Regions from separate parts of the Mus musculus genome. Here all the other regions are linked to region 3. The links are chromatin contacts, called in public HiCAR-type and promoter capture Hi-C maps. All regions are on one chromosome and are shown on one strand. Each heading gives the region's core, a stretch centred on a gene start, on an enhancer-like site or on the middle of the called end of the contact. The rest is flanking DNA. Distances are from core to core; before and after follow the strand shown. Region 1 overlaps Ildr2 (immunoglobulin-like domain containing receptor 2). Region 2 holds the start of Dpt (dermatopontin). Region 3 holds the start of Mpzl1 (myelin protein zero-like 1). Region 4 overlaps Ildr2 (immunoglobulin-like domain containing receptor 2).

Evidence for each region. Promoter capture Hi-C pulls out the DNA fragments that hold promoters and counts their contacts. HiCAR-type assays count read pairs that join an accessible place to other places.
Region 1: a contact with region 3 is called in a promoter capture Hi-C map of liver. The contact joins the enhancer-like site here to the promoter of Mpzl1 in region 3. A contact is called at or near these places in 1 of 39 promoter capture datasets (liver), 5 of 115 datasets of contacts at active chromatin or transcription factors (astrocytes, embryonic hindbrain, embryonic limb bud and 1 more) and 1 of 9 other capture datasets (embryonic stem cells).
Region 2: a promoter capture Hi-C map of cranial neural crest shows a contact between it and region 3. The contact joins the promoter of Dpt here to the promoter of Mpzl1 in region 3. A contact is called at or near these places in 1 of 39 promoter capture datasets (cranial neural crest) and 1 of 115 datasets of contacts at active chromatin or transcription factors (pancreatic cancer cells).
Region 4: a HiCAR-type map of astrocytes shows a contact between it and region 3, with 2.5 times the contacts expected there. The contact joins the enhancer-like site here to the promoter of Mpzl1 in region 3. A contact is called at or near these places in 1 of 484 Hi-C or Micro-C datasets (liver) and 4 of 115 datasets of contacts at active chromatin or transcription factors (astrocytes, embryonic hindbrain, embryonic stem cells and 1 more).

What each region holds. Positions count from the first base shown.
Region 1 is chr1:166,306,086-166,311,406 of GRCm38.p6, reverse strand. It overlaps Ildr2 (immunoglobulin-like domain containing receptor 2), which reads right to left. Exons shown (of 10, transcript NM_001164528.1): 8 at 3,474-3,687; 9 at 1,864-2,560; 10 at 1-647. The coding sequence ends at 612. Among named protein-coding and RNA genes, the nearest start is that of Ildr2, 55 kb to the right of the region's middle. Within about 2 kb of position 2,021, at least 87 of the 459 cell types and tissues checked have an H3K27ac peak or open chromatin away from gene starts, as enhancers often do.
Region 2 is chr1:164,794,307-164,799,137 of GRCm38.p6, reverse strand. Dpt (dermatopontin) reads right to left here and starts at 2,475. Exons shown (of 4, transcript NM_019759.3): 1 at 2,102-2,475. The coding sequence starts at 2,406. It overlaps Gm32569 (a long non-coding RNA gene), which reads left to right. Exons shown (of 4, transcript XR_373663.3): 4 at 1,663-3,612.
Region 3 is chr1:165,632,057-165,636,865 of GRCm38.p6, reverse strand. Mpzl1 (myelin protein zero-like 1) reads left to right here and starts at 2,325. Exons shown (of 6, transcript NM_001083897.1): 1 at 2,325-2,563. The coding sequence starts at 2,473.
Region 4 is chr1:166,281,538-166,286,947 of GRCm38.p6, reverse strand. The region is part of intron 3 of Ildr2 (immunoglobulin-like domain containing receptor 2); the gene reads right to left. Among named protein-coding and RNA genes, the nearest start is that of Ildr2, 30 kb to the right of the region's middle. Within about 2 kb of position 4,152, at least 121 of the 459 cell types and tissues checked have an H3K27ac peak or open chromatin away from gene starts, as enhancers often do. A contact at or near this core is called in astrocytes, embryonic stem cells, liver and 1 more, where this site is marked.

The DNA of each region.
Region 1 (5,321 bases), core at 772-3,271, 670 kb before region 3:
CAGCCACTTAGAATTGTGAGTCAGAGCAGCAAATTGAAGCCATTTCTGTGATTGCCCAGGAGGTCACGGCCAGTACGCTCACTAAAGGCCTTCTGGTTTTAGCATAACAAGACTCATTGACCAGTGACTGGAAGCAAGGGGATACAAGGTCCATTTTACCATTTATCTCTCTTGTGAGCAGACGGTCTTCTAACTGTAGTAGTAAATTCCTCTGTCTAAGCACAGAATAGCACTCGTAGAAAAACATACTGCAGGCATAGGTAATTTCTAGAGATCAGGGGTTCAAAGCTTCCAGCTTCAGAACTGGACGCAGAGTCTTGTTTCTGCTAAGGAAATGGGGGTGGGGGTGGGGGTGTAAGATAAACTTGGTCGGTTATTACGTGATATGTTCTCACAGAGCGTTTTCTTGGTAAGTTGCTCGAGATAGATGGGCACTAAGATTTGAAATCAGCCTTCTTAAAGGAGGATCCCTTGCCAAAGCAGAGATCAGCAAAGCTTCCAAGGTGGTTGCTGGCCAGAGAAGATCCTAGGCTTGCCGGCTCTCAGATTTGGGTCTTGTCTCCATAGTCTGCATCTGATTTCCAGTCATCCAGAGAGGTGTCTTATAAGTATCAGACTACAAGGGACATCCTGGTTGGAAAGTCGCCCTAGGGAAAAGCAAAAAGAGCCCACCATTAAACCACAGACTGAGAAAGCAACAGACACAACTAGTGGCTAACTGGGCAGAGCTGAAAACCTGATCAAATCCAGGCACACCTTGACTCTAGACTTTGTTAGATTTCTGGTGATTATCCCAAAGCCCAGAAAATGCTAAAGCCAACATATGTCAGATAGAACCCAGTTCCATGGCCTCAGAATAACTTGGTATTGTCTCAAGAATACTGACAGGTGGATGGTGTGTTGTTAACCTGAAGTCTCCTGAGAGTTTCTTCCTCACTCACGGTACCTTCCTCGGTCATTGCATGTCTCTAGTTTCAAGAACAAGCAAAGCCGCTTAGGCGCTTGGGGAAATGAATATAGTGTCGAACACCTATTTCCTGTCCACTCTCCTGCTCCCTATACTGTATACTGAAAAGTGCCCAGAGCTGAGGATGCAGCTCAGTGATAGAGAACTTGTCTAGCATGGGCAAGGCCCTGGGTTCGAGCTCCATTGAAAAGGAAAAAAGGCAGGAAGGTAGGCAGGCCAACCCAGCTGAGAGTCTGGAAAAAAAGAGTGCTGTCAGGTTAGCTGATAAACAGAAATTCTCGAGCATGGAGAGTGATATAAAAAAGTGTATAGCAGGGGAGGAGTGCAGGAGTACTTCGGTGCCCCCCCCTGTGGACACGTGACTGTTTCCCCAATGTTTCCGAAGTCCAGAGCTCTTTCAGGGGCTGAAGGAAAAGTGTACAGAGAATGCAATGAAGTCTATGTACGTCCATTTACAAGAGAATTGAGCAGAAGCAAAGGGTCCTGTCACACATGCAAGGTAATGACGGGACTCAGTATTCACTCATTCAACAGGCAGAAGTGGGCCCTTTGTAAATAGCCATCACTCTCTGGAATGTCCGCATAAGCACGCACAAAATAGCTTGCACGCAGTTCACAGAAATTCTGGGTAAAGGCTAGCGGGAATGTGAGCCCTTTGAAGGTCTTTTCCACAATCACCTATACATTATCTACTTTTAAAAATATGTTTTGTTGATGTTGCCATCTCTTGATGGTCCCACTCTTACTTCCTCCACCTGCCCCTGGATAGTGTGAAACTGATGACTCAGCCTCCATGAGCATATTTTCCGCCAGGCGGCCTTGCAACCTCATAACTCACCCACCCCCCAACCCCCATTCCCGGACCCAGCTCCAGAGAGATGGGGGTGAGCCCTCACGGGTTTCTTGGCGGGCTCCTTTTTCCTCCTCTTCTCCGAGTTGCTGTGGAAGGACAGGTCACGCCCACGGTAGGACGGGCCCCGGCTCAGCTCTCCGCGGCTCAGCTCCAGCTCGCTGTAGGGTGGCAGCGCGTCCTCATCCGCCGCGTCGTCCTCGTCTTCGCCCTCGCTGGCCCCAGCTTTGTATGTGGTTGGCGGCGACCAGGCGTAGTAGGATGCGCTGCGCGGGCCCAGCTGCGCGCCCAGCTTGGACGGCGTCTCCAGGCTGCCCCCGCGGCTGCTGCTCTCCGGCCGCGCCTGGCGCTCCAGCACGCTGCTCAGGTACGAGTGATCGTACTTGGGCGCGGTGCCCGGGGTCCGGCTCACCAGGCGCGGCAGAGGCGCATCCTCTGGCGGCCGGCGGCGTGCGGGTGCGGGGCTGTAGGTCCAGCCACGCTCCCCGTCTCCCGGCGGCTCGCGACTGCGTCCGCGCCCGTAGTACTCATCCAGCGAGCCGTCCTGGTAGAAGGCACCGTGGGCCCGCGACTCCGAGCGCTCGAAGCGGCTCCCCGCCCGCGCCTCGTGGCTGTTGCCATTGGCGCGCCGCGACCGCTGGCCGTACGAGTCTGCGAAGGCTGCCAGCTCGTCCATCGACACGGCCGGCACGCCCGTGGCAAAGTTCTTCCGCGACAGCATCTCAGATTTGGAGCGCTGCTGGCTGCGGGCAGATGGTCACTGGTTATTGCATGGAAACCTTGCAGCGCGCCCCTGGAGTTTCAGGGGCCCAGGTGTATCTTACCCCTCAGCCCAGCAGGATGAATCAACTTTGGCACCTTTTGTGCTGCGAGTTCAGCCAGAGCAATCCTGGCTCTCTCCTGAGTTTGTGTGGAAGACCAGAATGGTTGTGTATCTGAAAATACCTTGTGATCTGTGTAGTGCTGAAACACACAGATCAGCTTGTTATCGTGTTGAGACCCCTGGGTGACAGCCACATGTTTTACTTCACCCACCCTCACAACCACAGCAAACAGCAACACACAGCTCTGGTCCCAGGAGACCAGGAATAATTGTTAACATAGAAAGGATTGTATCTCTCTCCGGGGCAGGGACCAAGTTGCCTATTAAGTCAAGAGGCCTGAGACCTCTGCAGTGGGTAAAGGAAATGGGGGGGGGGGTAGGTACCTACTGTCCTCCAAGGACAGATAATGAGTGCAGGCATGCCATTCAGGAATCGAGCTGTCACACAGATTATTAAATGTTGCTTGGACTTATCACCCTGGGCAAGTTCCTTAGCATCTGGAACTTTCTATTTCCTGGCCTTAAAATAGGAACATAAACAGTAGCTGCTTTTTAGAAGTATAAGGATTAATTACAAGAGATGGTGGCATGATCATCATTCTTATGACAAATGATCAGGGTGGTGAAGATAGTGGGTTCTTTAAAGGTTCTAGGATAAAACATATGGAGAGAGTGTCTCATTACGGGACCCAAGACACTCATTTCAAAAAGGCTTAACTGGTTACTTCTCACACACAGTATCACAAGGGTGTAATATATGTAAGAGATATTCCATAGTCTATAGAAACAGAAGAACAGATACACAGTGGTCCCTTCCCACTCATGGCCGTCACCTGTGCCTGAAGCTCTCACGGTCCTCTTTGTTATACTCCAAGGCTGGCCCCCTGTTGGTCCCACTGTTGCCTCCCATGACACCTGACCAGTAGTCAGGATTGCTTTCCAGGTCTCCAGACATAGGGAACTGCTTATTCCGCATCTGGTGGTAAGACTGGCGGAAATTGCTGTCATCATCATGCAGGGAGCTGAGTTCCGAGATGGTGTTGTTATCTGCAGGAACAAAAGCAGGCACCATGGTTTTCTAAATGATTGGAAGGGAGTGCTGCTAAGGGCTATGATCGCATATTCCAGAATCTTCTGCCTGGGAGCCATGGTCCTGACCAGTGTGAGCTGTAGATGATCACAGGTGGTATTTGTGTTACTCAGCAGGAATTGGCTCCATCTCAAACCCAACTTGCTTACAGAGAGGGAGGCTTCCTACATGCTGTTCTTGGAATAGGGAGACAATTGTCTTTGTTCTACCTAAGGCAGGCTTCCCGGATCTCCCTTGTTCAAATGTTTTTCTCTGTCCTATATAATCACTGCGGTGAACTTCAATGATTCAGGCTATGTTGGGCCAAGAGAGGAAGGGGAAAAAAAAAGCCACTACTAATAGCATGTTCTCTACTGCTGGCCCGGTCCCAAAAGGGGGTCTTTAGAGCCAGTATGAACCCCGTGCTTTAGAAGAGGCCCATTCTGCTCTCCAAATGGCTCAAAGTCAAGGTGAAGGACATATACCTTGGTTTCAGTTCACTTACCTTTTAGACCACGCTCCTGCTGTGTAATGCCCTGCCCAAGGCTCACCAGACCTACTTAAGGCCTGGGTAGACCTGTTTCCCTCCCTATCAAAGGATTGCAGGTGTTTGTGGTTGTGAGTGGCTAGGCCAGACGTTTGGAAGGTGGACTTAGCCTTTGTGTCCACTGGGCTGTAGCTTGAACTCTGGCCCCTGCCTAAAAAATGTAAGAAAGATGCGGTCACAGATTTCTCACTTCCTAGCTTTGTGCAGAAGTACTTATGAACTAGGACCAGAGTTATGATGTAGCTAGAAAAATAACAGAAATTTCGATTATTTTTTAAAAACTTAGAAATATATTGAATTTCCTTTTACTTAAATCTAGGGAACCTATTTGTAATGTAACTGATCCACTTGTTTTCTAAATCTTTTAACTGAGACTTTGAAAATATTATTAAAGACAACATTTACTAGTCCTTGCTGCTGAGTGAAAGGTGAAGCCAAAATTAGATGTGGGGGGCAGAGATATGGTCTCTCAGGTTTCCTCTGCCTCCCCTCCATCCTCTGTGGTACAGGGAGGACCAGAGGAATTTTTTACAACAGCAGGACCTCCTAGTGTTGTCTTACCGAGAGAGAGCACACAGGAATGATAATTTACTCGTGGGATCATTTGGTATTAAATTATAACACATTTAAACATAAACCACTTAGAGAAAGATGATGATGATGATGATGATGATGATGATGTGTGTGTGTGTGTGTGTGTGTGTGTGTGTGTGTGTGTGGTGCATGCCCAGGTGTATGTCTCCAGCGGACTTGTGTTCCTAATTCTCTCACTGAATTTGGAGCTAGGCTGGTGACCGGAAAAGCCCCGGCATCTTCTCTTCTCTGCCCCGTTACAGAGCTGGAGTTACAGGAAACTGCAACCATGTCTATCTTTTTACATAGATGCCAGGATCTACACCAAGGTCCTCAAGTCCGAACAGCAAGCACTCTTATACACCAAGCCATCTCTCCAGCCTTTATGCCTATTTTAAAAGGAAGCAGCTCACAGACTATTGGTTAAAATCTACAATGTTCCCTCACAGTTCCCATGAGTCCCAATTCCAGTAGGCATACAGGGGCGGGGTG
Region 2 (4,831 bases), core at 1,226-3,725, 840 kb after region 3:
GAAAGTGAAAATCTTAGATCCCATATATCAAAAAAAAAAAAAAATCACGTTTTTCCTTTTTTTCCTTTCCCCCCCCTCTCTTCAACTTTGGGAGTTCATGGTAACCAGCTACAAACAGGCATGTTTCAGACTAAATAGCATTTGGCTTCTTTCCTTAGCTGGGTGAACACACAGTTCAAGAGAATGCAAGCAAAAGCCAAGCGCACGCTGAAGTGAGTGGCTGCTTTGTGTAGAGACTGCAAAGCCTGAGGGTTCATCTTCCAAAGGCAGCAGCAGGGAGACAGCTGAAGCTTGGCCTAAGGTCCCATTACATTTTATCATTAGCACCAGAACCAAAACCCAGCTTGTGACTCACCCCAGGGCTCCCCCCTGCCCTGCCCCCAGTTAGGGGTTAGGCAATCTTCACCCAGTGCTGTCCTTCTGTGGCTCTTTCAAGAGGTTAGAAAGCTGGCCCGTCTATGTGATGGTCCCTTGGGGTGGGTGGACTGGACAGGCAGTTACAACTAGGTCATTTCTACCCTTGAAGCCAGGCAATGAGCCTGCCTGCTGGGACTCACCAGGGTCTGTCCTCTGTCCTCAAGACAAGTTTGGTCTCTGAGTCATCTGTGTCTGAAGGGGGTTTGGATCTGTTTGGCAGAAGCAGAGGGAATGGAGAAGGATGGCCTAACAGCCCTGCTCAAGAGGCCTCTACAGATTCTTCAGTCTGCTTCTGTTCCTATAATGCTGCCTATAACACGGGTAGATAGGCCCTGTCCTCAGGAGCAGAGCTCTAATCAAACTGCCACTTACCACACTGGGCCAGTCCCTGTAGTTCCCACCTTCTCTCAGCTTGAGTGTGGTTCTGGGGCCCTGGCTCTGTCAACAGGAGTCCACTTAGGGTGGAGGCAGCAGGCTCTTGGAAGCCCACCGCTGTAGCTCAGACTTTCTGGATCCAAATCTTGTCTTTCTAGCTAAGGAAACCCACCTATCTCCAGACCACAGTTTGCCAACCTACAGCATGATTTATAGGCTTGCTTAAAGCATTAGATCAGATCAGATAATGTAGTGTGTGGTGTGATGTATGCTCAGGGCATTTCTCCTGGATGGCTGAAAGTATCACCACTAATGTTTTATGTTGATCCATCCCAGATGCTCACTCTGCCAGTGCCCTGCAGGAGCCCCTCATGCAGTTGTCTTGTTCAGCAGAGGGCACACCTGGCAGCCTTCCAGCTGGGCTACCTCCTCCCTCAGTCTGCCTCTCCTAGGGTCAGCCTCCACCATCTCCCTAAGCCCTGAAATTTGGGCTCCATTTGGACAGCTATGAATGACCAGTATAGCCACCCCTGTCTCTTAAGATGGGCTTCTGAGCAAATGCCAGGGCTGGGATAGTCAAACACCACAGAGAAGCACAAACTGGGACCAATGCAGTTCCAATGATTAGGCAAAAGGCAGAAGTCAGGACAGTACCTCTAAAAACCTTTGGTAAACTATATCCTAGCAACAGAGGCTATTTAAATTCAAGAGAAAGGGAGAGAGAGGGAGACAGAGAAATCTCAGTAGTAAAACTCGCCAGAACATATTTCATCAGAACAGCAGAGCACTACTTAACTTCAGGACCCTTTGTTTCTAGTTCTCAGTCTTGTTTACCCAATCACTTACTTTGAATCAATATTTTTTTTTCAGGATATGGATACTGAGGACCCAATTGTTTATTTTGTCCCAACCACCCTGGAGCAGTATTTTTGGAAAACGGTAAATCATCCCAAAATGGAAGTGTTATTCCCATGTCACAGGGATGCCCACTTTCTATAAATTCCTTAAGACATCTCTATTTTGGAAGTCTGGTAAGCATTCTGCGTACACACACCCAGCTTGCGGGACACACTGAGCCTAGGGATGGCCTTTGAAGGAGTAGAACCAGATCCATCCTTCATGGGACATACCCCATCCTGGTTTTTCACCTTACAATGTTATCTACATTGTACACACCTGCCCGCCAGAGCATGCAATAGCAAGTTTAGGATGTGCCCAGGTTATGAGCCCTGCTATTTTAAGGACCAAACTTCTCCCATGCAGTACATACACAGATGTTCCCATCTCTAGAGCACTCTCTGCTTCTTACCATTCCATGCCGGCCCTGTTGATCTCCTCCCACCAGCACTCAGTGGGCTCCCCCAGGCTTTGGGGTGTAGGCATGCAGGCATAGTTCCATTGTCTGTCAGAGCCTTCCTTCTTGCTAAAGATGCTCCTCACAGCTACCACCACTTGCCCGTGGGGACACTGGTAGCTGAAGCCTTGGCGGTTAAGATTCACCCATCCATCATCACCGTAGTCCTGGTACTGCTGGTATGGGTACCCGTAGCCACCATACTGGCCCCAGGCTGTGGTCACCAGTGGCAGAAGAACCCACAGAAGAGTGAGGTCCATACTGCCCGGCTTCTGGCAAAAAAAATGTCACCCTCAGTTTGCTGGGCTGACTTTATACAGCTGCCGCTGACATGTGGTTCCCAGATGTGGGTGAACTGGATCCAACTGCAGTGTGTCATTGCTCAAGCAAAAGCTTTTCCACGCTGAGAAACTGGCCTTGCTTGCGTCCAGCTTGTTTTAAGGTGGAATTCTATGAACATGCAAGGAACATGTAAATCAAGGAAATCTCCCCAGAGAATCACTTCACGGAGAGGGACCAGAGGCAGCTGCTCCACTCTGCTCAGAAACACCTGAGAAAGACCCCCTCAATTGCCTACCTATCCTTCCCTCATCTCTCGGCATGCTGCCCCTCTGCCACGCCCCTTCTTACTAGCAAACCAGGTATCTGGTAGCTGTTCTCCTGCTTAGCTCTCTAGAATTATACGGAAATCCAGGCGGAGATTTCAAAACACAAACGTTGATAAGTTAAAGGAACTCAACCTTTAGATTTCTGCAAACCTAGGTGCCTGGATTCTTTTTATGTTCTTAGTCCGTCTTTTAATTGGGGGTAGAAGCAGATGATCTGTCTTCAGGTCTACTGTTAAAATGTCTAACGTTCAGGTAGAAGTGCTATTGGTCCATGGAGAGAGCAGCGGGGCGTTATCTCTGCTTCAGCATCTGCCTGAGCTGCTGAAAGTGGTCCCTTCAGCTCTGGCTTAAGTATGGAACTGGTTAAGCTCAAATGAATGGTAAGTTTTTTCAGCTGGCACTTTCAAACTTTACATTGACTTTTCTGTTTGTTGAGGTGAAGTGTATAAAATAAAGGCCAGCTTTTCAACTGTGTAGCATACAGTCCTGCAGGCAGCTCTGAAATCATGCTATAGAGTAGACTGGATAGTCCAGAGCACCTCCTCATAGCCCTCTGCATCCTCTTTGTTCCCGATACCTAGTTCTGCTACCCAACAATCGGATGTTCGTCTCTACAGTTTTGCCTGTTCCAGATTGTTAATAACTGGGGTCACACCACACGGGTCAGTCTCTGTTACCCCTGCTTTTGAGACTCGACTGTGCTGCCAGTCACTGACCTCTTGTAATTGCTGAGAAGGGTTCCACAGTATGGGTGTCCTGTTCAATGGTATCATCTGAAGCACGTGTGGAATATCTCATTTGTAAAAATTTATATATAACTATGCATAAGTGCTTACGAATAAAATTTCTATAAGTGCACAGAGGTTTTCGTATAAAGCTTCTTCTTCATTTTGCTTCAGTAAATACTCATGACTGATTTCCAGGTTGCTATGTAAGAGTCTGTCAAACTTTAAAAGAAGCTGTCTGTGCTATGGCACCAGAAAATTATCCTTTCTTTTACATTTTGGTCATTTTAATAGGTGTATAGCGGCAGTTTGGCATGAATATTTTTGTCTCCTGGCTAATGATTTTGAGAAATTTTTTCATTAGAGTTTTGGTATGGAACACATTTTTAAAAATGTCTTACCTATTCTAGCATTTTGAATCACTTGGAGTATCTCTTTTTAATTTGCATTTATCTTATATTTATAGTAGATTTTTAAAATATAACATAGTATGATTATGATTCTCCAACTCCTCCCAGATTCTTCCCATTTCCCCGCCCACCCAAGTCTACACCACATCTTTCTCTCACTTATAAGGATACAAATAAGAATCTAAATAATAATAATAAATAAATAAACAAATAAATAAATAAAAACCAGAATAGGTCAGAACAGACAGAAGAAGAAGAAGAGCCAAAGGAGAAGTGCATTTAGGATTTGCAATGTGTTTTCAGGTAGGTTATCATACATTTCCTTTATAACCCCATGATCTATACTGAGGAACCATTATTAATTTTTCACTATTGAGTATGTTATAGTCTGAAAAATTCTTTACCTCAATTACTAGAGCTAGAGATGTATGGGTTGGGTCTTTTGATTCCATGATTCAATCCTTCTTATCATTTTATCAAAACTGCAGTTATGTTTTTAGATCAACATTTGGACATTACAAATAAAATATTTATAAAGCATTTTATGTTAACATACATAACTAATTTAAACTATGGATTTCTGTGTTGTTTGCAAAGTATGTCTACAAGCCTAGGGGGCTAAATATTATCTCAGATTGTTCTTCTACGACCAGCAGCATGGTTGTTACCAAGAAACTTGTTAAGAATGTAGACTCTCTCTCTGCTCACTCAATCCCCCTGCCTCAGACACTCTGTCAGTGGAATACAGCCAAGTATAGTTTGAGAAGCCCCCAGAAGGTCTGATGCATGCTGAAGGGAGAGTCCTCATACTGCACCCAAGTTCTGGGATCCACACTGGTGGGAGAAGAGAGTAATCCGGAAGCCTATCTAATCCCACTCAGTCATCGTAACTCCAAAGCTGGAGCTCACCACTACTAGAGGATATTTCTCCTGGAAGCCAAA
Region 3 (4,809 bases), core at 1,076-3,575:
GATCACAAGCAGTAGCCAGTTATGATGGCTGGCAGCAGAGCCAATAGAATTGCTCGAGATGTTAGCATTTTTTCATTTTCTAAACCATCCTTAAAGAAAGTCCTGCCTGGGGTCACATAGACCGGAACACCAACCGAGCCAATAGGATTCATGTTTTTACTAAACCCGGTAGCTTTTGAAATTGATCAGGGTATACTTGATTTGTTCTGTGGCCCGGTCATACGGGGCCTTACTTTTTCTTGCTTCTGGTCTTCAGGTTTGCCTCAAGTCTGCCTCTGAGTGTGTTAGCCCCATCTTTGATGTACTTGCTTTTGGCCTTTGGTCTCCCGTGTGGATGACGCTCCCTTGCCAATGCACCTTTAACCTCTGACCCTCACCTGTCATTATTGTGCTTTTTGCACCTTTGACCTCTGTCCTTCAGAAGCCCGTTCATCAGTAAGTCACCAGTGCTAGCCTCTATCCTACTGACCGTCTAGATCTCTGAGACCTGGAGGCACAGCCTGACCAAAATCCCCCGGATCATGGAGATGTTAGACAACCGGTCCTGGTAGATGACTGAGATGTCATCTGCTGTGGACTGAGGCGCTCACCTGGAGGAAGGAGCTGGCTGAAAAGGCCGTAGAAACTGATCCTAAAGGCAAGGTTGACAGTCTAGGAATTAGAACTCTTTTTCTTGATTCTATTTCCTACATCGATCTTTTTCTGAACCACTTCTCAATGCTGCCTTCCTTCTGTGATACCTATGTTATGAGCCTGAGCATGCTCCTCCGTGCCTCCTCCCCACCCCCACCCCTGAGACAGGGTCTCACTAAGTAATCCTGTCAGACCTAGAATCACTATGTAGAACAAACTCTCAAAGGCCCCCTGTTTCTGTCTCCTGAGGGTGGGATTAAAGACATGAGGTGCTCTCCTCAGTACAGATCTGACTTCGTGGCCACTCCCCTTCTGTTGCCCACAGGATAACCTAAGGATGGCCACAAAAAAAAAAAAAAAGTTTTAAGAGTCTCACAGGGTAGTCTACACTGTGTGGCACAGGCTGCCTTAGAACTCCTGATGCAGCCTAGGCTGGCTGGCCTCAAACTTGAGACAGTCCTTCTTTCTCAGACTCCTCCACAGCTTGCCCTTTCTACTTTCCTGCTAAACTCTTGGTTATTAAAACTCCAATGTGTGCTCCTTGAAAGTAAAGTGCCACCGATGGGCAGGACCTGCTAACCGGAAGGCAAAATAGCTGCGATATGCATTCTTGGTTTTCTCCAATTGCCTAGTAATTAGGAACTTGCTCTACTGCAAGGTTAAGGGGCTAGGCCACTGGAAACATCGGAAGGACACTGTTAAGACTGGCTTTTGACAAAATCCTGAAAGGAGAGGCCGCGTTTTGGTCTACTGGACTACGCTCCGCCTATTATAGTCTTGTTCCTAAAACTTGTTTTCCTCCTCCAAACTCTCACTTGGATTTTCCCGTTCTTCGTTCACTCTAATCTGTTTTGTGTCTGGTCCCTCCTTTTTCCCCCTTTGAAGACCATTCTCAGAATCCTCCCTCTCTTTAGGGTTTGCTGGGTAACTAGTAGCAGCCGGCACTTTTCAGAATTGAAGTAAGGCACCGCCTCCGTCCTAACTTTTCATCTATAGGCCGAGGGACGTTGATATGCTAAACAAACAGTAAGTGCAGTCACTGGTTATCTAGGTGGCGGGAAAGAGTTCCAATTCCTATTCCTTTCCTGTCCTCTGAAAAGCCAAAAAAGGGCCTGCTCAGAGGTTAGGGCAAGATGGAGACTTCTCATGTTGCAACGCAAATGATCCAGTTCAGGCAAAGACAGATACTCGGCAAAGGTCAAAGAGATGGTGGGTCTTTTTCTATCTCGACCACTGAATGGAAGTCTTTCCTCACCTCTCTCTTCACTTCACTCCTCCCCTCCCCCACCCGGTCCCTAAATTAATTGCTTTTCTTTAGGTGAGTGAGGCCAGGAGTAACCAAGCAGATCCTAGTCGGAAATGATATCCGGACTTGGAAGAGACCGCGGGGAGGGACATTAAGAGAACTGTGGGACTGGCCCCTCAGAGAGGAGGGCAGCCTCTGGCGGCGGTGGGCCGGAGGGCAGCCCCACGACCAGCCACGCAGGCAGGCTCAAAGTAATGCGGCTGCAGAGGCACAGTACGCGGGCATGCTGCACAGATCACACCAAGGGCGGGGCCCGGAGGGCGGGGCCTTGCCCGAGGGGGCTGACAGGGAGTCGAGTTGTCCAATGGCTTCTTTCCCAGGTTGCCAGGAGGACCAATGAGCGAGCAGTGGGGCGGGCACAGGGGCTGGAGCTGGGCAGAAGGCTGGCGGTTGGCCACTGGGGCCGGGAGCGGGGAGCGGTGGCGTGGAGGTGTCCTCGCGCTCGCAGCCGCGATCCGGACAGAGCTGTGTGGTCTAAGGCAAGCCAGCCGACCGCAGCGGGAAGCCGGGCGGAACGGAGCGGCGGGAGCAGGATGGCAGAGGCCGTCGGAGCCGTGGCACTGATTGCGGCCCCGGCCCGCCGGCGCTGGCTGTGGTCGGTGCTAGCCGCGATGCTCGGGCTGTGTGAGTGATGCCGAGCCGGGGTCGGGCGGGGGCTCCGCGGCCGTGCGCGCGCTCGGGGCGCCTCGGAGGGGAGGGGGCGCGGCCTGCGAGCTCTGGGGCCTGGGCACGCCGCCCGGGGAGCGCGGCCGGGAGCCGAGGAACCTCTTTCTTTGGATCCCTTTGCGTAGAGGGCGAGGGGGGTGGGGCGGGGAGGGGTGAGGGAGCTCCCTACCTTGCAGCTCCCTGGGGACAGTCCCAGGAGCCCACTCACGCCCAGTCCCCTGCGGTCGCCTCCTGGCGATTCTGAGTTGCCCAGGACCTCCCGGGAGTCCGACTCTGGAATTGATGTTCTCCACCTTTGGGAGATGGCGGAAGATTGCAGGATTTTTCACCTGTGGGCCTTTGTTGGTTTATTTCCTTGTTTAAACCAGTGTTTTTCCTTTACCTGGTAAGATCTATTTCGAATGCGCTCAGATCAATTCTTAAGGCTCTATGATTGAAAACTCAGACTCTCATTTATTTCATCTCTGGGGTCTGTAAATCACAGAGGCGAAATTTACGTTACTTCTAGCCTAGAATGCAAAGGCTTGAAAGAATTCGGTCGAATTCGTATTAATGGTAAACATGGGCAAGATAGTTTGACAAGACGAACATTTACAAAGCATGCTTTTACTTTGATTTTAAAAGCCCCCCTCTCAGGCCCTTACCAAATAAACCAGGCTTAAGTTTTTGATAAAGGCTCCGGCTCGGTTTATATGACGTCTTGGACGAGTTGTTTTATGGGGCGTCTGAAGTAGTGTCTGCCCCAGGACTTTTTTTGTGTGTTGTTCAAAGTAAAGTACTTGTTTCTGTCTCAGAATTCAGCTAAGTAGTGGTTACCGAGAGGTCGAACTCCTAAGAAAACACGGAGGGGGTTCCTCCCACTCATTCTTTTGTTGTGTAAAATGTAATTTGTTCAAAATCCATTACTCAGTACTTTCTTTCGTGCAAAAGTTCTTAATGTAGTAGTCTCTCGAACCAGGAGTATAGGTGAGATTCTGTTGGATTTCCAGCTTTCATTTAAGCTCCTAGTTAATAGCTTGGAGGTGAAAATGGACAAGATTCTTTTTTTTTTTTTTTTTTTTTATGTATCAGATGGGATCTGTTTTGTTTTTGTTTTTGTTTTCCTGTTTCTCCTAAGGAAACAGAAAAGGCGTGGGTTTTTGTTTGTTTGTTTGTTTGTTTGTTTTTGCCATTTTTTTTTCTATTGGTGCCGGCTGTATTTGTGTTTAAGCAAAGGAACACAGAACAGACCCAAACTCCACTTTATCAGACTGATTGTGGGCTGAATTGTGTGATGTCAGACATTGCCGTTGGGGACAGGGCGGTCAGAGTGATCTTAAATTCAGGGTGTTAAAAGCTGCAGAAGCAGGGACTGTGTTATGAATGAAATGTCACCTGCTCTGCTATAAAAGAAACCATTCTTCTTCTTCTTTTTTTTTTAGAAGCCAGGTATGATGGCTTACACCTGAAATCCCAGCACTTGAGTGGTTGGGACAGGGGGATTGACATGAGTTGGAGGCCAGTCTGGGCTGATTTGAAGGAACTACACATAAGGGCTCATCTTTTACAAAACATTCTGAGACAGCATCTCACTGTTTTATCACAGGCTGTTCTTGAACTGGGCATCGTCCTGACTCTGCCTCCCAAGGGCTGGATTAAAGGTGTATACCACACCTGACTTTTCTGTTTTTGGGGTTTCTTTTCACCGTGTTGCCTAGACTGGCCTTCAACTCCTGGGCTCAAGCAGTCCTGCTTCAGCCTCCAGGAGCCTGGGACCTGCAGGAACACACCACTGATCTCATCCAGAATAGCCTCTCAAGTTCTGTTCAGTTACTTAGCAAGTATCTATCCGCACCTCTTAGATGTTAAGTACTTGAAACTCACGGAACGTGGGGTCACGTGGGGTCACATTCTTTACCCTAAGACTGCAGGTTCTTGAGAAGTCAAAACAGTCAAATCAATAGTTAAAACAAAACAAAACAAAAAAAAGAAAACAAAAAAAGAAAAAAAAAGAAAGAACATTTTCAGTGGAGATTTATTCAGTGTGGCCACGTTGGGAAGACACACGGAGATCCAGTGACTCAATTCCAGCCATCCCCAGGGTCCTGAAAGTTTAAAGTTTAAATAGAGGGCCAGAGACACATGCAAGTCTAAGCAGTTCAGGTCAGGGTTGTGGCTCACCCACCATTGACCAGTCATTATCTGGGCTTACGTCTCTCCAGCAA
Region 4 (5,410 bases), core at 2,903-5,402, 650 kb before region 3:
TTTTATTGGAACTAAACGGCTTTTTAAAAATTGAATTTATGCCGCAATCTTATATTTTTGAAAACCATTTTGCTTCCAGCTCCTTCCATAACAATTCCTAAGAAATGCTACTGTCGGTTAGAAATGTGCTATCCGTTTCTTCTCTCCTATCTCGCCCAGCGAGGGTCTGATCTCGGAGACAATAGCGGTAAATACAGCCTGGGTTTCAGCAGAGCTTCACCGTGCTTGCGAATCACTGTTATTCTTCCAGAATCCAGCTTAAGAGAGGTAATTACAAGTCACTTTAATGTCTAAGGGAAAGAGGGGAAGCAGACCCTGCGGCAAGAAGGCCATATTTACTCTTTTCAAATCATAGCTCAAACGATCAGTAGAAAATGTGGCTCTCGTGTACGCACTCAGTTTTCTGCAAAGCTTGCAAAATCCATTACTTTAAGAAAATTTCCACATGAATAAGCCAGAAGCATAAAGCACTTGAAGAGCTCGTGCACGCACACATACAAGCATCAGTTTCATAGCACGCTGGCATCCAGGCCACAGCCACACGTGGTCCTCGGGTTGGATGCTCAGAGTAGGAGCATGCACTGTGAATGCATGATTTGCATCTCTTACCTCCTAACTGTCAAATCCAGCTGTTTCCTCAGACTGCCACTTCTAAGTTATCCCCATTTGAGCTGTTTGTACATATTCCTGGAAACCAGCTCACTTCAGAATGTCTCTTGCCCACCCATTCATTCATTCACTTGTCAAAGACATGACTATTTTGTCAGGTGTAGACGGAAGCAGGAACAGAGATAGGTCATCTGTGAGGCTCATTCTAGCCACGCCCACCCAGGAAGCTCAAACACCAACCTAAGAACTGTAATTTGTCAACCTCCTTTGACTGTGCGTATGTGTATGAACGGGTATATACACGTTCACATGTGCTTGGGCACATATGTGTGTTCAGGCTTCTGTGCATGTGTGCACACGCACATGGAGGCCAGAAATTGGCATCAGGAATCTTACTGAATTGATCTATACCTGAATTTTTGAGACAGGGTCTCTCACTTGAACCTAGAGCTCACTGATTCAGCTCATCTAGCTAGCCAGCTTCTTCTGGTGTCCTCTGTCTATGCCTTCTATGAGCTGGGATTATAGGCAGTCTGTCCAGCTGGCACTTACAGAGATCCTAGGTCCTTATGCTTATCCAGCAATGTGCTTTTACCCAGTAGCCATCTCCTTTGCCTTTTGGACATTAGGATCCCTCTGTTCCTGAGGCTTTAGCCAGAGACATAGTCTTTGCTGCACTTCCTACTTCTCCATCCCATAGCTTTGTCTTTGCACATTTCATAGCTCACTTCCTTGCCGAATTTCTCCCAAGGTGCTAATCTCTTTCCTTGGTAGTCACAGCCCTCAGGGTAGTTCATCTCATTCTTTAGCAAAACAAGTGTTGGAATTGCATTGGTCCAGTACTTATTACTTGGTCTACAGGACTCTAACAGTATGTTTTGACAGAGCCCTTGTGGCTGCTACAATAAGATGTCGTCTCCTCTTCCAGGCTCCCCAAGGACACTGCACACACCTTCAGCGGAGCATTTATCTCTCAGCAGTGATTCCTTTACATGTGCCTAGCAGGCTAGAGGTCCCAGTAGAGTGGGGACTATGCCCTAGGCTCAGCATCTTAGCAGCCTAGTACCAGAAGGCCCCTCATTCAACCCATCAGAACTTTCAAGGCTTTCCAACAGTAAATCCCCATGGTTTGGTAGGCTGCACCTCTAGCTAGACTTCTGACATGTTGCTCTTTATAGAACCTTCCACCCAATCCAGTGAGCTCTTAATAGGGAAGATAAAGGAGCTGTTCCGTTGTCAATCCACACATGCATCAGTTTTCAACATATGGCAAAACAGTTAGCATCCGGGAATCAGTGTTCAGTGCCAAGGATGTACTCCAGGCAATAGAACATCTTGCCACCTCACTCACACCAGTGAAAACAGACAAGGCTGGTGTATGGTAAAAGAATTGGTTATAGAGATATAATACGAATGTAAATTTTACCCTAAGAGATTGCTTTGGTCTGTGCCCGTCACACTTCTGCTCAGGGTCTGATAGTTGAAAGCCTTCAAGGTATAAAGGGAGGTGAAATTCTAGATACCATACAAACTTGTTTTTGGGGACTAAATCTGGCTCCTTTGCATGCAGCAGGCAGACAGAGTGCTGAGAAACTCATGTAACGGTGAGGTGAGAGCAGTTCTTCCATCCCTGTGTTGCCCAGAGCACGGTGATCTCTGTCCATTTCTTTGAATAAGATAACAAGAGCCACTCTCAGGCATGCCAGGGCACCGTGAGAGCGAACTTCCTCTTCAGGAGGGTGGCAAACGCCTCCCCAGTCTTTGCGGTTCCAGCTTCTCCTTTCTGCTGAATGCTTCCAAGCTTTCCTGGGATGCTCGGGATCCATCTGCAGGGCTGTACTGTATCCACCCTCTGCACACTCCACTCCCAATCCTCAAAAATACTGCTTTTCTACCTCTCAGAGGAGAGCAGGTGCCTTCCTCTGGCCCTTGTCCGTATGTGTAAAGATGCTCCTAAGGGTTGTTTCTATGGCTATTTAAAATACCAAATATATTTGGAAATTTCCCAGGGGCACACACATGCCTGATTTTATTCTATATTCCCATGGCAACCATGCTTCCAATAAATATAGTTTATGACTATCTGTCACAAATGTGGATAGAGCTTCCTTTTCCTTCACATATATTTATAAACTATGTATTTAAGCATTTCTTGTGTTTATTTTTTTCCTTTTGTGTCTTTTATATTTTAGTTCACTTTAAATTATAGACTTAGAGGAGAATCACCCTGACAGTGAATTCTCTCTATATAGTGACTACTATTGGACCCTCTGCAATTAACTGTTAATAAAGGCTTCCAGGTCTTTGGCAGTGGGTTGTATGTTTGGTCAAAGGCCTTGACTTCTTTTATTTACACATTTTTAAATCATATTTTATGGCTCCAAAGGACCACAAAGGTTACCACAGCCTCCATCCGATGTCTTCAGAAAACCAGAGAGATTAAGAATCTTAAGGAAAGTTGTATAACTGCCTAAAAAGCAATCGAGGAATAGAACTGGGGTCTACTGACTCCAGCTGTCCTCCCTGCCCCCCACCCAAACATCCACCCCCATCCCCATGATGTCATGGTGCCTCTTAATCTCCTGGTATTTGCACTGAATGGCTGAAATCAGCCTGTGCTTGTGGAACTCCTCTGCTTACATAATGAAACTATAATTTCTGGATGTACAAAATGTTGGATGAGATTGTTGAAAAAAATCGCAACACGTCTTGCAATTGCAACTAGAAAAATGATTACTGGGATACATCGTGACACCGTGTGATCTAATTAAAAGACATACGGACAGAAACTAACAAACAATAATAATGGTTGCAAAGGTACTTGGCCTGTGCAAAGTGCTCTAGTGATCCAACCTCCGGCCCCCAAAACAGTGAATGGATGGAAAATATCATTAGTAATATAACATGCTTGACTTGGTCTGAGATGATGGAATATAGAAGAGAGCTAGACTGACTCAAAATTCGATGAGGATGGCGGGACACCACTGAAGGAGGAAATTGAGTTTGTGGGGATCAGTGTGGTTTCTTGCACTTTATTGTGCTGGGTGAAACAGATTTGCACAATGATATCCACTAGACTTGATCCAATATTCAGGGACCACTACTTTCCTTAACCAAAAAAGCCCTGAGGTCTCAGACAGGCACTGAGGGTACACTGCTATAAGGTCATTCAGGCCAGAGTTCCTGCCCTTTCCTTGGTGGCGAAGCGCTCTTGGGGTATAAAGGGCTTCCATGATGGACCCTTTCCCAGAGCCCTCTCTGGGAAGCCAATTCAACAAAATCCGAGGCGCTGTCCCCGTGTGAACCAAACCTGCATGCATTGAATAGAGGCAGCTGGCTTTGGAGAAAATGGAACTGTCTCCTGACCCGCTTTGACGGACTGCCATTCTTTCCTTGGGGGACTGAGCCGATTTCCCGGTACCACCCACTCCAGCGCTGGCCCTGTGTCCCCTCCCCCACGCAAGGGCTCAGAAGACTACAAAGAGCGCGCGGGTTGACCCAGCTGCTCCAGCACCTCCCGGGGTAACCACGGCAACCGAGGTGGTCAGGAATGCACGCTAATTGAAGGCCGTGTTCCTCCCACAGGGATGGGCAACAAGTGAGGCAAAAACAGTGAGCTGGGCTGCTTGTGAGGAGGGAGGGTAGAGCAGGCTTGGGGCCAGCCTTGGCTGGGGTGGCTGAGGGACTGGGCACTCATGAAGAGCGTCTGCCAGGCCTCATTTGGTTTTTAAGCGACGCAGGGCAATGCAAAGCTGTGTCAGGTCAGAAGTCTTTGGGTATATTTTCCAACCAGCTACCATTCCATGAAGGCACCTTCTTTCCCTGGGCTGCAGTGCTTGATTGATGTAGTTGAAGGGAGCTGTACATCCTAATGCCTCAGAAAACGGGGTGCCAAAATGAGACAACCCAAAGATAACAAAGTGTGTTGGGTCAGATAAACCCCAAGTTTATCACCATCAGGATGATTTCAAAGGGGGCTGGGACGTCAATGAGAAAATGTGAGTCTATTCTTAGCGGTCAATTCACAAGAGACTCATTAAATCTGCTTAAGAAAAAACCAACCGTTTAGCAGGAATACTTCAACATAGATTTCCTTAAAGAGGGTTCCCTCAGATTAGAGATGACACACTGGTGGGGGCATGTGGAGAGTGGCAAGAGGTAAGAGAAGGAACTAATAGCTACTGGATTTTTTTCTTAACAACCAGCCTTTGGGATGACTTTTAAGACCCCTCTCTCCTACAGATTGGGGAAACTAAGCTCGTATTAGTATACCAAGGGCTGTCTGGCCCCAAGCCTCTATGCCATGCTCACACTGGACCATGTGCAGTATCCAAGTGGACTTCCTTACACTTGGCATCTGGGATGTGTAAAGTCAGAGCATGAGTATCGTGAACTAGTCTGTATTGTAGGAGGCTCCAAAGCCTTCCCAGCCTCTCTTCACTGGGTTCATAACTCTTGGCCAGCGTGACAAGCAAAACAGGCATCCAAACACTGCCAAATGTCTCCTGCAGAGCAAGCACCCCTCTACTGAGAACCTGTGACACAGATACTTATTATCCAAGCACAGCTTTAATCCTTTTTTTTTTTTTAACTGTTCTTTCATCGCCACCAAACCACAACTTTTATCTTCATAAAGGACACAAAGTTTTAACAGGGACACAATGAAGTCATTTATGTATTTTGTGTCTTCATTGTGTGGGATCCCAGTACAGCTAAAAATACTCATGAAATTTTTTTTATCACAATTTAAATATAAATCTGAATTGAAGCAATACTGACCTGCTCTGTGGTGTCTATCAGT